Regions from separate parts of the Mus musculus genome. Here regions 1 and 2 are each linked to region 3. A link is a contact called in public promoter capture Hi-C data. All regions are on one chromosome and are shown on one strand. Each heading gives the region's core, a stretch centred on a gene start, on an enhancer-like site or on the middle of the called end of the contact. The rest is flanking DNA. Distances are from core to core; before and after follow the strand shown. Region 1 holds the start of Gabpb2 (GA repeat binding protein, beta 2). Region 2 holds the start of H3c15 (H3 clustered histone 15). Region 3 holds the start of Mrpl24 (mitochondrial ribosomal protein L24).

Region 1 (4,634 bases), core at 25-2,524, 7.3 Mb before region 3:
CGTCCCCATTCCTTCCAAAGCTATTGCAGATGAATTGCGGAGCTGTTTATTCATTTATGGAATAAAGACGTTAAATCCTAAGTCTGGGGCTTAGTTTTTTCCATTCCAATGAAGTACTACAGATTTTACTCACACTTCCGAATCCAGCTTTCCCTTTTATCTTTTTTTCTTTCTTTTTTTTTTTAAGTGAAGCTTTTCTTTTTATTTTAAAAAGATTTACTATACTATATATGAGTACACTGTTGCACTCTTCAGACACACCAGAAGAGGGCATTGGGTCCCATTACAAGTGAGCCAACATGTGGTTGGTGGGGATTGAACTCAGGACCTCTGGAAGAGCAGTCAGTGCTCTTAACCACTGAGTCATCTCTCCAGCGCTTCCTTCTGTCTGTCTAATATTTGACTTTGAAGAACAATTTAGGATTTGGACATAGCTCAATGGTAGAAGGGCTTGCCAAGCATCTACAAGGCCCTGCTAGGGTTCCCCTGTAAGCAGCCAGTGCTCAGAGATTAGCCACGCCCCCCAGCCCATTATTAACTTTTAAATTTGTGTGGTTTTCTTCGGAGGCGGGCCTTGAACTCAGAGAAATCCACCTGACTCTGCTGGACTCTGCTAGGGTGGGCCTAGCACTTTGGTATTAAATTAGGAGACCTGTGCCTCCTGCTGTGATCAAAGGCGTGTTTGTTATTATTACTGATTTTAATTTTTAGTGTGCATTGGTGTTTTGCCTAAATGTATGCTTGCTTGTGTGAGGGTGTCAGATCTTGGAGTTAAAGGCAGTTGTAAGCTGCAATGTGGGTGCTGGGAATTGAACTGGGGTCTCCTAAGGCATTGCTCCAGCGTCCTGTTATTGATTTTTGAAAGGTTTTCTCCGAGCTTTCTCTCGGTCCTTATATCAGTTAAAATGGTGAACAGAAACCAAGATAGACTGGTAAATGAAAGACATGCAATTTCATGTCCCATCCTATTCTAGTCTTCCCCCCAAAAGTTCAGGGGTTCTTTCCTGACCTATATTCAGGACACTGGGAAAGTGTCCGGTCAGACAGGAGTGCATAACCAGAAGGTCCCGAATAGCGGAAGCAAGATTCTCCCCCAACCCTCAAGTTAGCCCGGCGTTGAACCAGCAGGAAGGTAGAGTGCGGACGCCAACACGCACCAGTAACCAGTTCCTCCGAGCGCTGCACTGGTTGGCGCCAAAACTACCATCTGCGTCCGTCCCCTGCCGGAACTATCCCTCACGTAAGCCACGTAATCGGTGATCCTGCGCCTCGCTAAGTAGTCCCGCTCAGGATGCCCGCGGTATACGTTTTTCCAGCTCACGAGGTCCTCAGTAGGAAGGAGTCGGACTCAGAGGTGCGTTGAGGTCCTGAGAGAAGGGCAAAGTGGCTCCGCTAACCCATTTCCTTCAGATTCCTCCGCCAGGACGTATAGTCACAGCGCCTTCACTTCCGGGTCCGCCATTTTATTGCCTCCATTTCTCCGTGAGGGGGGGTAAGGGCCCCCCCAAATATGCATATGTGAAAAGGCCGAAAAGTGAGGCCGCTGGCAAGGAGTCTTAACTAGAGAAAGAAACGGGACCAAACTGGCGGGCCCAGTGAGAGCGAAGCCGGCAGCGCTCCGGAATAGGTGAGGGGGAAAGGACACGCAGGGTTCCGGAGCTTCCGAACTGCGATGCAAGGGGCAGTGATAAGTGGCCGGCCCAGCCCGGCCAGGACCTGTGGGCGCCGGCCTGCACACTGCCGGAGCGGGGGTGGCGGCGGGGGGGAGAGGGACCAAGAGGAAGGGGATGCTGTCGGGAGGAAGGGGAGGGGACTGGGAGGTGAAGGGGGTGGGTGGAAGACCTGGGGCTGGGGAGCTGGACTCCGGGAAGCCAAGGCCACATGGGGTGACCACGAGGGGGCGGTGTGGCGCAGGAGTCCGGGCTGCCACTACAGACTGGGGCTCCCACTTGCAAGTTGGCGCCCCTGAGTTTGGCAGAGTGCTGATGTCAAAAACTGAGGGATATGTGACTAGGGAGGAAGTGGGAACTGGACTTTTCAAGGTCCAGTAATAACGTGAAACTTTAGTAAGTTCATAATGTGAACAAGAGCAGTCATGGACTTATATCCAGTTCTCAACACAGATGCTTGTACAGCTGGCCTCCCAGTGGGAATGTGTGGGGGGTGAGGGGGGGGAGAAAAAGAAAAAAAAGTACAGACCGAGAATTCTTCAATTGCTTTCTTTCTTAGCGTGCACCTCTTGTCACAGATTTCCTCCAGGAATTCTGCTGTCTCCCTCTTCCTATAAAGGATTTTCTCTAGTTTCCAATCCAATATTTGGGTCTTACTATGTAGTTTGGATTGGCTGCCTCACAGCGATTCTCTAACCTTAGCCCCTGGAGTGTTGGAATTACTGAGGTGAGCCATGTTTTTTGTACATGCTTTGCAAAGAACAAACCACCACACCCAAATGATAAACAAAAGTTATTATTCTTTGGTAATGGGCTGCTTTGTCAAGTGCTCAGGCACTCCATGGTTATTAAAATATTTATTGAAAGTTCTGAACACTAAGTACTCAGTGCTTGAGAAGAGGAGAGAGAAAGATCCAGGTGTTCAAGGCCAGCCTGTGCTACTTGACCCAGAAAGGTCTCCTGGTCTTGTTTTGTATTTTATTGGCTTCCTATTCCTAGGAGGCAGGGTTGGGAGTATAGCTCAGAGGCAAGTGTGAATGTAGCATGCCTGTGGCCCTGGATTCAACTCCTAGCACAGAGGGACTAGGAAGAGAATTTAGAAAAATCTTAGGATACACACTAGACAAACGCTCATGTGAAGTTTATGTGGATGCATATCCAGTAAGGGAGAACAGTTCCCCTCTGTAGCATTCAGAACCATGGGGTTGTATAGGTTGGGCAGGTGGAACTTAGCATATAAAGCCAGCGAGACTGACAGTCTTGAGTTTGATCCACAGAGTTGAAGGAGAGAACCAACTCCTGCGAGTTGTCCTGTGGCTTCCACATGCTATGGTGAGTGAATACACACAGAAACACACACAAGCTAATTAGTTAATTTCAATTGCCTATGTTATTCTCTGGTCTTAGGGTTCTACCAGCCTTTATGTATGGGGAGCTAGAAGAATGACCCACCAGTCTCCCCATAATGCTTTTTATTTAAAATACTTTATTACATTTTGTGTATGTGTGCTCACTTACACACATACCATGACTTTCATGCATGTGGAGATCAGAGGACAACTTAGAGGATGTGGGAGCCGGGCGTGGTGGCGCACGCCTTTAATCCCAGCACTCGGGAGGCAGAGGCAGGCGATTTTCTGAGTTCGAGGCCAGCCTGGTCTACAGAGTGAGTTCCAGGACAGCCAGGACTACACAGAGAAACCCTGTCTCGGAAAAAACAAAAAAGAGAGGATGTGGGAACTGGGGATCCATCAGGACACCAGGTTGGCAGCAGATATGTTCACCCACCAAGCCGTATATAGACCTCACTGATCTCCAAAATCATCGTCTTGCAAATGCATTTTAATCTAGGTAGATGCTATAGGTTAAATCAGGAGTGACAGGGCAGGAAAGAAGGCATGTCAGAAGTCATGTCCCTGTCAAGTAACCAAATATAAGAACTGTTTTCCCATAATTCTTGGCATCGGTTACTTTTACAAGGTCCGGCACAAGCAACTGCCCTCCTTTGTTGGTTTGAAACATGGTCTTATGACACTTAGGCCAACGTCAACTCATCATCATCCTGATTTAGTCTCCCAGAGTGCTGCGGTCACAGGCAGATGTTGTCAGGCCCGGCGTGACTTCATTTTCATCGTGACACACCTGCTCATGCTTGTTTCTAAAGAGTTTTCTCTGAAGACAGCTTTGATATGCCTGGTGCTTTGATCTCAACTATTCCTCATCACATGATGCTCTGTCCAGATTGGTCTGATCCGATCCCACGTTAGGAGAATGATGTCTAGAGTTAGTACCAATAAAGCCTTCAGAACCACATTTAAGCAAGAGGTGTAGAAGGAGTGGCTTTTAGGTCAGTCCTGCCTGGAGTCTGTTCTTGTCTTTGAGTTCCATATCCTCTGTGGGTCAGAGAAGTCCTAGCAACTCAGAAATGTTGCTCTCTGTCTTTTGTTGTATTTCTACAGAATATTGACAGCCAACAATTAAAATGCTTCATAGAAGCACAGTCAACAAGAACAAAAATTTTAATGAAAATTAGCTTGAAAGTTAAGCATTGTTTATAGGGTTCTCCATGAGTGATCAGTGTCCAATATCCTTTCATTATTAGGAGGCGCTGCTTGGAGTGTGGATTGGGAGGGCATGTCTAATTATCTTTGTTTAAAGAGAATAACTAGTCAGCACAATTAGGAGCACGTGAGCCCAGGCCTGGAAAAGGAAGCACCACTAACAATTGTTTAGGGCCCCACCACCTTAGGTCCCAAGCAGTTATCTCTTAAACCTTGCATCTTAGAAATACAGCAGGTACATGAATATCTTTTTTTTTTTTTTTTTTTTTTTTTTTTTTTTTTTTTTGGTTTTTCGAGACAGGGTTTCTCTGTGTAGCCCTGGCTGTTGTCCTGGAACTCACTCTGTAGACCAGGCTGGCCTCAAACTCAGAAATCCACCTGCCTCTGCTTCCCAAGTGTTGGG
Region 2 (4,500 bases), core at 927-3,426, 8.3 Mb before region 3:
TCAACCCAAAATCCTAGTGCTACACTCTTGCCGATTCCTCCACAAGACTAGAATTCCATCTCCACAATATGTAACAATGTAAAATATAAAGATTGTAACTATGTTACTATGTAACAATATACCTGTTACTAGAGCTAAGCTTACACTCAATATGCCTAATCAGTGATTCTAATGCATCGATAACGAACCTTATTACAAATTTCAGAGATTGAAAAATGCTGGCTGTATTTTACCGAGCATAACTGATGCGATGCTAAAATAATGGCAGTCCGGATATGGTACTCCGAGTCACTCTAGCCCCAGACAGCCTGGAAGGCTCCTAAAAGGAGCTTCTGAGAGCCATCAGGACAAATGATAGACAAAAGCAGCAGCGTAAGGTTTACTTTTTAAGTTATTTCGATTCCTTATGTACAAATCTGAGTGGCAAAAAAATAATTTTAGTAAACCCCAGGCGAACTGTACTTGGTCTTTTCAAGCACTCTCAGATGTGTATGGATTAAGAAAATAACCTTTAAATTTAACGATTTTAAAGTAAGGCTCCCAGCGATAAACGCTTAAAATGAAACAAGTAGGTTTTACACTGTTTCAAGTAGAAAAATAAAGAGGCTATGAGAATTATCCGCTACTCCTTAGGTATAAAAAACTAAATTTCCAGTATTCCTCGAAGGAAAACCTACACTTAAGTAAGTGATTAACTCAGGCCCTCTTGGATGCAGGGCACACTTTGCCAGCTTCCAGAGCAGGAGAAACAGCGAGCAAGCCCAGCCGCCCGGCGACCCGCGGAGTGTCGCAACGACGGCCGCACGCAAATGAAGCCACCGAGCACGCGCGTCGTGATTCGCGCGTTCCAGGGCGGCGCCGGGGCGAGGGAGCCGGTCTTATGTAAATGAGAGGCTTCTGTCCGCGCGCTCCTATTGGCCACGGCGTCAGGACGCGTGTGAGCCAATGAGAGCGTCGGGCGGACAATCGGGTCTGCGTCTATAAAAGGGTGAGGCGTCGGCGCCGGAGTACCGTTTCCTGGTTGTGGCCGTTCGTCTGTTTGCGCTTTCGTGATGTCCGGTCGTGGCAAGCAAGGAGGCAAGGCCCGCGCCAAGGCCAAGTCGCGGTCTTCCCGGGCCGGGCTACAGTTCCCGGTGGGGCGTGTGCACCGGCTGCTGCGCAAGGGCAACTACGCGGAGCGTGTGGGTGCCGGCGCGCCGGTATACATGGCGGCGGTGCTGGAGTACCTAACGGCCGAGATCCTGGAGCTGGCGGGCAACGCGGCCCGCGACAACAAGAAGACGCGCATCATCCCGCGCCACCTGCAGCTGGCCATCCGCAACGACGAGGAGCTCAACAAGCTGCTGGGCAAAGTGACGATCGCGCAGGGCGGCGTCCTGCCCAACATCCAGGCCGTGCTGCTGCCCAAGAAGACGGAGAGCCACCATAAGGCGAAGGGCAAGTGAGGCCACTGCTCGCGTCGGCCCGCGTCTCTGTGATATAACCCCCGCGAGCTCCTAAAAAGGCTCTTTTCAGAGCCACCCACTGAATCAGATAAAGAGTTGTGTCACGGTAGCCGGTCTTGGTGGCCTTTCCTGGCCCTGCCCCAAAAGTAAGAGTGTCGTGTCCTCTGCTTCCTTGCCCATCCTGCCCGTGGTTCCCCCTGGTAGTTAGTCTGTTGTCGCTCTTTGGTTCATGCCCTGCCTCGGCGGAGCGGATACGCGGTTCTCGCTGACCGTCCCAAGCATTTAGCCCCTATCTGCCCACACCCTTGTCCTACACAACACTGTCCCTCACTCAGCGTCCACCCGCCTGACCCTTCCCAGGACTAAGACTCAACTAGGACGTCTAGGCCAATCTAGACATAAGTCGCAGTCAGCCGCGCTCTCGTCCGGTCCTTGGGGAATGTCTAGGAGGAGGAGGTGTCCCGCGAGGACTGGACGCGGCCGGCTCTAGGGATCATGGGGGACTGGGGCTGGGACTGTGGCTGTGGCTGGGCGGTGCTGCACAAACACTAGATTAGTTCTGCCCTGGGACTTTGGGCGGCGGGCGGGGGCGCGCGAGCTCCTCTTGGGCAGAGCCGGGACCCGCCCTCTACGGGCAGCTGCCAGACGTGGCTCCACCCTCGCAGAACGTTGGCAAGTGGACCGGGCGCGGGGCTGGACGTGGGGGGCGGGTGGGGGCGGGTCAGGTGGCGTGGCGGGCCCGAGCCAATGGGCGAGGTCGGGGCCGGTGACGCCACGGCCAATGGCGCGGCAGCGCGGGAGTTTCAAGTCGCTGTCTCCGCCCCGCCGCGGGGAAGACTGCGCCTATAAAGGCGGCCGGCTCGGGCCGGTATCAGGTCCCCGAGTGCTCCTCGTTTGGGTGTCTTCCGTCTTCGCCATGGCCCGTACGAAGCAGACTGCCCGCAAGTCCACCGGCGGCAAGGCCCCGCGCAAGCAGCTGGCCACCAAGGCCGCCCGCAAGAGCGCCCCGGCCACGGGCGGCGTGAAGAAGCCGCACCGCTACCGGCCCGGCACCGTGGCGCTGCGGGAGATCCGGCGCTACCAGAAGTCGACCGAGCTGCTGATCCGCAAGCTGCCGTTCCAGCGCCTGGTGCGCGAGATCGCGCAGGACTTCAAGACGGACCTGCGCTTCCAGAGCTCGGCCGTCATGGCGCTGCAGGAGGCGAGCGAGGCCTACCTGGTGGGGCTGTTCGAGGACACCAACCTGTGCGCCATCCACGCCAAACGCGTCACCATCATGCCCAAGGACATCCAGTTGGCCCGCCGCATCCGTGGGGAGCGCGCTTAAGCGCCCTGTCTCCCATCCATTCCCCACAAAGGCTCTTTTCAGAGCCACCACAGCTTCCCGGAAAGAGCTGTTTACTTCGCTTAGAGCTTTGTCCGCACATTATCCCGCTCCATAGCTCTAGGTTGGTATCTGACTTATACCTGTTATGTCTACATAATGGTTGCTTTCAAGGAAGGTTTGAATGCCCTTAGTGTAAGTTGTTTAACGTTAATTGCGGTCTTATTCAGACTCCTAGCTTGTTAACCCGAAGTAGGTTCACCACCTCAGTCTAAGGGGAGGGGATAATCTTACGGAGGGTTGGGGCTTGGTGGATACTATGTAATGTTCCTACCCAGCTGGAGCAGAGAAGGCTTTGTAAGTAGCTGAAGGCTGAGATCTAGCTTACAGCTCATAATTACATCACCAGACTTCTGGACGACTGAAGATTATTGTTGCTCATTTAATGCAATGTCTGAGGCTTACGGGGCTCAACGTCGGTGGTAAGTGGACTATGAGTAATATCCAGTGATAAAGCTTTGTTCTCTAACACTTGATTAGAAGACCTGCTAGCTACTTGGGATTCAGCATTTATTGCTATGATATGGTTCAATGGCAATTGGGTAGTTTTTCCTCTTACTCCTATTAATTTACTTCAAAATGACAACTCCATTCCCCCCTTCCCACTTTGGCAGGCACCTTTCTGGACCGAAATACACTGGATATCAAAGGGGAATCCCTTTACAATTCCTTAGCGTGAGGACAGTCTTTGCAGGGGTGGGTGTCGGACCTGAGACTCAAGAGCACAGTAAATACCTTATGGAGATCACTGTCATGGACCTTCCTTTCGGTTTCTGCCGGAAACTTCCAGAGAGCAAACTAGCAATAGTTAAAGCTGTGTGGAGACAGCCCATTTGTCCCCAGCATCTTACTGAGCTTTGCCTCAAAGGTTGGGCCCAAAAGTTCTTAGAACTAAGTGATTTTGGTCCATCAAAGCTCTTAGTGGCTAAGCAGACCCCCTCAGCATGCAAATTTACTCCATGAGTTGAAACTAAGGCAGATTTAAAAGCAAGATATCAACCAATTTAAATACAAGAGCTCTGGATGCTGACAGGCTGTGTATGTCATGGTATGTAAGGCAGTCAGGGATCCCTAGCGTAGGAAGGAGAGCTATGGCCTCCCTTTGCTGTTCTCACTTTTAAGGTCGCCTTATTCTCTCTTAGGACTTGTGAGTACTCATTGGCCAAACTCAAAGACTCAAAGGACATGGGAGAGAATGGGAAAAGGAAAAGGAGGGGGCAGTTTATACTAGGCAGGGCAGGACCTGGCTGATATTAGACAGAGGAAGTCTTCTAGGTTAATCTCTGATTTCCTATCACAGGTAAGCCTTTGATGTCAGTGACTTGCCTGCCTCACAGTCTCCCTCCCGGGGCTGCTACTCAAGAGTTGTGCACCTTGACCATGAGTGAGTTAAGTCAGGTTCTCCTCTAAGTTGCCCTAAGTCTTCTTTCACTGGGGAAGAAAACCAGCTGACAGTACAAATCAGTGTGCGGAAATACAGATTAGTGGACCAAAACTCCTCTTAACCAGCCTGGAACCAGGCCTCTCCAGGACACCGCTGCTTAATGCAGTAGCCACCTTAGGGAGCACATACATACATACATACATACATACATACGTACATACATACATAAACTTGTAAAAGAACATTATCATAATCTCAGGTGTTTCCAGGAAAAGTCAGCCACAGAA
Region 3 (4,353 bases), core at 563-3,062:
CTCCTCACAGGCTATCTTTACAAATGAGAAAACAAAGAGGTAATGTATCTTCCATCCATGGGAACATCTGTATTCAACCCCCTCCCCCATATATCTGACTTATAAGTAAAAAACTCACGAGACCAGGGGCTACACTATCTAGCTTGGATTGCTAGCTATCTCAGGAGACCTTGGCACTGAAGGTACTTAAGAGAGTTATTACGTGAGTACATGAACATTAGAGCAGGAGGAAAACAGGTAATGGAAGAAAGTACTAGGACAGTCCACAGGCAAGCAATCACAAGACAAGTGAATAGCAATAGCAGGGGTAAAAACAGCTGTTGGGTGGTCCCGGCTTGCTTATAAAAGGGATGGTTTGGTCTCAGATCCTCAGACCTTTCTCCCCATCTCACCTCCACATGTTTCTGACCGGCCTCTTCTCTTTCTGTCTGTCCTTCTCTGTCCCCTCTTTCTTCACCTCTACTTCCTTCTCAACTCCCTTCCCATGCCCCCAAATAAACTTTATTCTATACTAGACCCACTGTATGGCTGGTACTTTGGTGGGGAGAGATGCCCACTGAGGTACCACCTCCCACCACATCTTACTGCGCTCTTCAAAACATATCCTTCGTCTTTATAAAAACATTATCGGGGCTGGTGAGATGGCTCAGTGGGTAAGGGCACCCGACTGCTCTTCCGAAGGTCTGAAGTTCAAATCCCAGCAACCACATGGTGGCTCACAACCACCCGTAATGAGAGCTGGTGCCCTCTTCTGGTGTATCTGAAGACAACTACAGTGTACTTACATATAATAAATAAATAAATCTTAAAAAAAAAAAAAAACATTATCAGTCTGAGCTATAATGAGAAACCTATCTGAATGAAACCAACAAAGTAAAAACGCTCAATGTAAAAATGCTAGCCTAGCATGCAGTAAGCTTTCTAAAACAGTTGCTACTGGCGTGGTACCATGCTAAATAGCATCTCACAGAAGCCTAACAACAGCGATGAAAAGTTGCCCATAATCTTATCATGTTTTGTGATTTGTATGTGTGTGTGGTGCTGGTGATCAAACTTGGGGATTCACATATAACAGGCAAGCATTTTGCATAAGTGAACTATTACTCCTTTTTTTATACATTTCAGGATAAGAGATGGGAGCAAAGTCAAGTGTTACCATGATGCTAGAGAAACACGGGGACTATTTCTATCTAGATCAAATACACGATTACTAAGCACTAACTACTACCTGACAAGTCGAAAACTGAGAACTCAGTAAGGGATGCTAACAGCAAGATCCAGGAAAACCTTGCCCTCTCTTAGCATGCAGCATCACAAGTGTGTATGTGTGTGTGTGTGGGGGGGGGGGGTCTTGCTTGTTTGTTTTAAAAACTCCTTTAGGCCCCGGACAGGCCCCCACTCCATCTTTCCCTTTGGTTCCCTACACAACCTAGATGCTAGCTAGTGTCACTTCCGTGGTGGGGCTGGCTTTCTTCTCAGTACAAGTCCTCAGGTCACCGCCTCAAGTAATTCCCTCGTCAGACTCACCCCGATATGCGGATAGCTCCAACGTCCTAGCAAAAGAGGAGCCCAAGGCTCAGTTTAAAACTAGGAAAAGAAGTCCCTTCGCTTATCCACCTTCCGACCTTCCCCGTCGCTGAGTAGCCTCACCTCCCCGCAACTTTCTTTCCACGTGCGTTCTCTACGTCCGCAGTCCCCACCCACCGGATTTTTGGGAGATGTAGTCAAATTGCGGAAAGGAAGGCTCAAAACAAAACAAAACCGAAGCGAGCCTCCCAGCGTCTGGGAACTCTAGTCCGTTGCTACAAAATGGACAGGAAACAGGAAATTTAGCCAACCGTAGGAAATCCAGACTGGGAAAGGCATGTCGGGAATTGAAGGCGAAAGACATGCTAATTTGCTGCGTAAGTTCGTTCGCGCTCTTCGTGGAGACCACTGGGAGTTGTAGTTCACAGAGAACATGGCTCCATTTTCTTGGTAGTTATGGCTTCCTAATTCAAAGCAAAGGGTGTCCATTTCCAGATGAGATCACCTTTATGTCCTGGCTCTTCTCTGCTTGAGGGACCAGGACGCGGCATATTAAAAAAAAATGCCCCGCCTTTTCAGAGAAAAGAGTGATATTATATTAGCAATCACTCGTGTGAAATGTACTGGAAGATTTCGACCATGTTCACCTGTCCTCTCACCATCCGTGGACTGGCAGGCATCCCTACCAAAATTTAGCAGAGACCAGATCTCTTTTATCAGCTCGCTATTTGACTCCACTCACCTTCCTGCTCTGATTAGACTAAGTATGTTTCCTTTCATTCCTGAGTTTGCTGATGACTACGAGCTTTGAAGCAGCTTTCCCCTACAGTTTGTAATGTTATAAACTTCATTAGTGGGCAAACTAACCTCACCTGGCCTATCCCTAAACCAGCAACCCAGCAAGATGAACTTAGAACAACAGTGCTCTATCTTCTCAGCTGCTTTTGTTTTCTGAGAGTGGTGCATGTAGCCCAGGATCACCTCAAACTTGCTAGTTGGCTTCTGCTGTTCCTTCCCAGGTGCGAGAGCTAACCATCAAATCTGGTTTTATATGATGCTCCAGACTGAACCCAGCCCTTACTGCATATCCCAGGCTTACTGCATGCTCAGTAAACATTTATCTTAAAAGCAGTAATTCTTACCTAAAAGCCTTTTATTTTTTAAAAACAGGTTCTATGTAAACTCTGGCTGTCCTGGAACTCATTATGCAGACTGGGCAGGCCTAGAGCTCAGATTCCCCACCTGTCTCCAATGCTGGAATTGAAGGTGTGCATCATTATGCCTGGCTAAGACCTTGTCTTTGGACTCAGAGCCGACTGTGGTCACCGACCTAACTAGCATTAAGTGGTAACCTCTCCTCCCTACATTTTGACTTGCTCTTGAAGGTCTAAGAACCAAACTCTTCTTCCCAACACTTTTAAGAGACTGAGGCAAAAGAATTTTAAGTTTGAGACCAATAAGAAGATCCTACTTCAAAAACAAAACAAAACAAAAAACCAATCAGGAACGTCTACAGCTGGAACTCAGCACTTGGCAGAGTCGGTTAACGGGTCTCCTCCACTACAGTTAGTGTGTGTCCTGGGCTATATGTGACCTGTCTCGACAAAAGTCATGTATTTCCCATGACTATACTCCGTTTCTCTTTTCTGAAGTACACATGTACAGGAAACTGAATCTCCAACCATCCCTGATTATATATATACTGTCTCATGCATACTCCAAAGCTTGCTGTACATCTGCAGATAACTTCAAAGGACTTTTTTTTTTTTTTTTTTTTTGGTTTTTCAAGACGGGGGTGGGTGTTGTTTATTTTTGTTGTTGTTTTTGGTTTTTCGAAACAAGAGTTTCTCTGTGTAGCCCTGGCTGTCCTGGCCAGTCTCAACTCAGACCAGGTCTAGAACGCAGAAATCCGCCTGCCTCTGCCTTCCAAGTGCTGGGATTAAAGGCGTGCGCCTCCACACCCGGCTACTTTAAAGGATTTTTTAAAAAAGCTTCTTGGAGGGGCTGCTGAGATGGCTCAGTAGGTAAGAACACTGACTGCTCTTCCAAAGGTCCTCAGTTTAAATCCTTGCAGCCGCCAGGCGTGGTGGCACAGGCCTCTAATCCTCGAGCAGGGACTGAGTGAGCAGAGTTGACCAGAGCAAGTGAGCCAACTGCAGCGAGCAGAGGTCCTAAATTCCCAACAACCACATGAAGGCTCACAACCATCTGTACAGCTACAGTGTACTTATGTACATATACATAAACTAAATCTTAAATAAAAAAAGTTCCTTGGGCTGGTCAGATAGCTCAACAGAGGCTCCTACCTGCCTGACCTGAATTCAATCCTGGATTTGCACATGGTGGGAAGAGAAACTGATTCCTGCCAATTGTTCTTGGTGGCACAGCTTCACAAATATAGTAAAAATATAGTAAAGCTTTAGATTTGTGTATTACCTATGTGCACTGCCAAGGGAGATCAGAAAATGGTGTTAGAGTCCTTGGAACTGAAGTTGGTTGTGAGCTTTGAACCCAAGTCCTCCACAAGAACAAGTGCTCTTAACTGTGAACCAACTCTCCAACTACTATATAGTCTGGATTTGTTTTTTAAAAAGATTTTATGTATGAGTACACTGTCGCTGTCTTGAGACACACCAGAAGAGGGCATCAGATCCCATTATAGATTGTGAGCCACCATGTGGTGACTGGGAATTGGACTCAGGACCTCTGGAAGAACAATCAGTGCTCTTAACCACCAAGCCATTTTTCCAGCCCCCTGAATTTTATTTTTATTACAAATCATTTTTAAAGGCTTTTTACTTGCTGGGATTGGGAATTTAGCCCAGC

The links. Promoter capture Hi-C pulls out the DNA fragments that hold promoters and counts their contacts.
Region 1: a contact with region 3 is called in a promoter capture Hi-C map of cranial neural crest. The contact joins the promoter of Gabpb2 here to the promoter of Mrpl24 in region 3.
Region 2: a contact with region 3 is called in a promoter capture Hi-C map of cranial neural crest. The contact joins the promoter of H3c15 here to the promoter of Mrpl24 in region 3. A contact is called at or near these places in 2 of 39 promoter capture datasets (the HPC-7 cell line and cranial neural crest).

What each region holds. Positions count from the first base shown.
Region 1 is chr3:95,214,582-95,219,215 of GRCm38.p6, reverse strand. It overlaps Gabpb2 (GA repeat binding protein, beta 2), which reads left to right and starts at 1,274. Exons shown (of 10, transcript NM_029885.1): 1 at 1,274-1,627; 2 at 2,948-3,002. Mllt11 (myeloid/lymphoid or mixed-lineage leukemia; translocated to, 11) reads left to right here. Exons shown (of 2, transcript NM_019914.4): 2 at 1-672. Gm16740 (predicted gene, 16740) reads right to left here and starts at 1,759. Exons shown (of 4, transcript NR_108026.1): 1 at 1,158-1,759.
Region 2 is chr3:96,236,803-96,241,302 of GRCm38.p6, reverse strand. H3c15 (H3 clustered histone 15) reads left to right here and starts at 2,176. Exons shown (of 1, transcript NM_054045.4): 1 at 2,176-2,824. The coding sequence starts at 2,362. The coding sequence ends at 2,772. It overlaps H2ac19 (H2A clustered histone 19), which reads left to right and starts at 929. Exons shown (of 1, transcript NM_178212.3): 1 at 929-1,524. The coding sequence starts at 1,053. The coding sequence ends at 1,445.
Region 3 is chr3:87,917,003-87,921,355 of GRCm38.p6, reverse strand. It overlaps Mrpl24 (mitochondrial ribosomal protein L24), which reads right to left and starts at 1,812. Exons shown (of 6, transcript NM_026591.3): 1 at 1,651-1,812.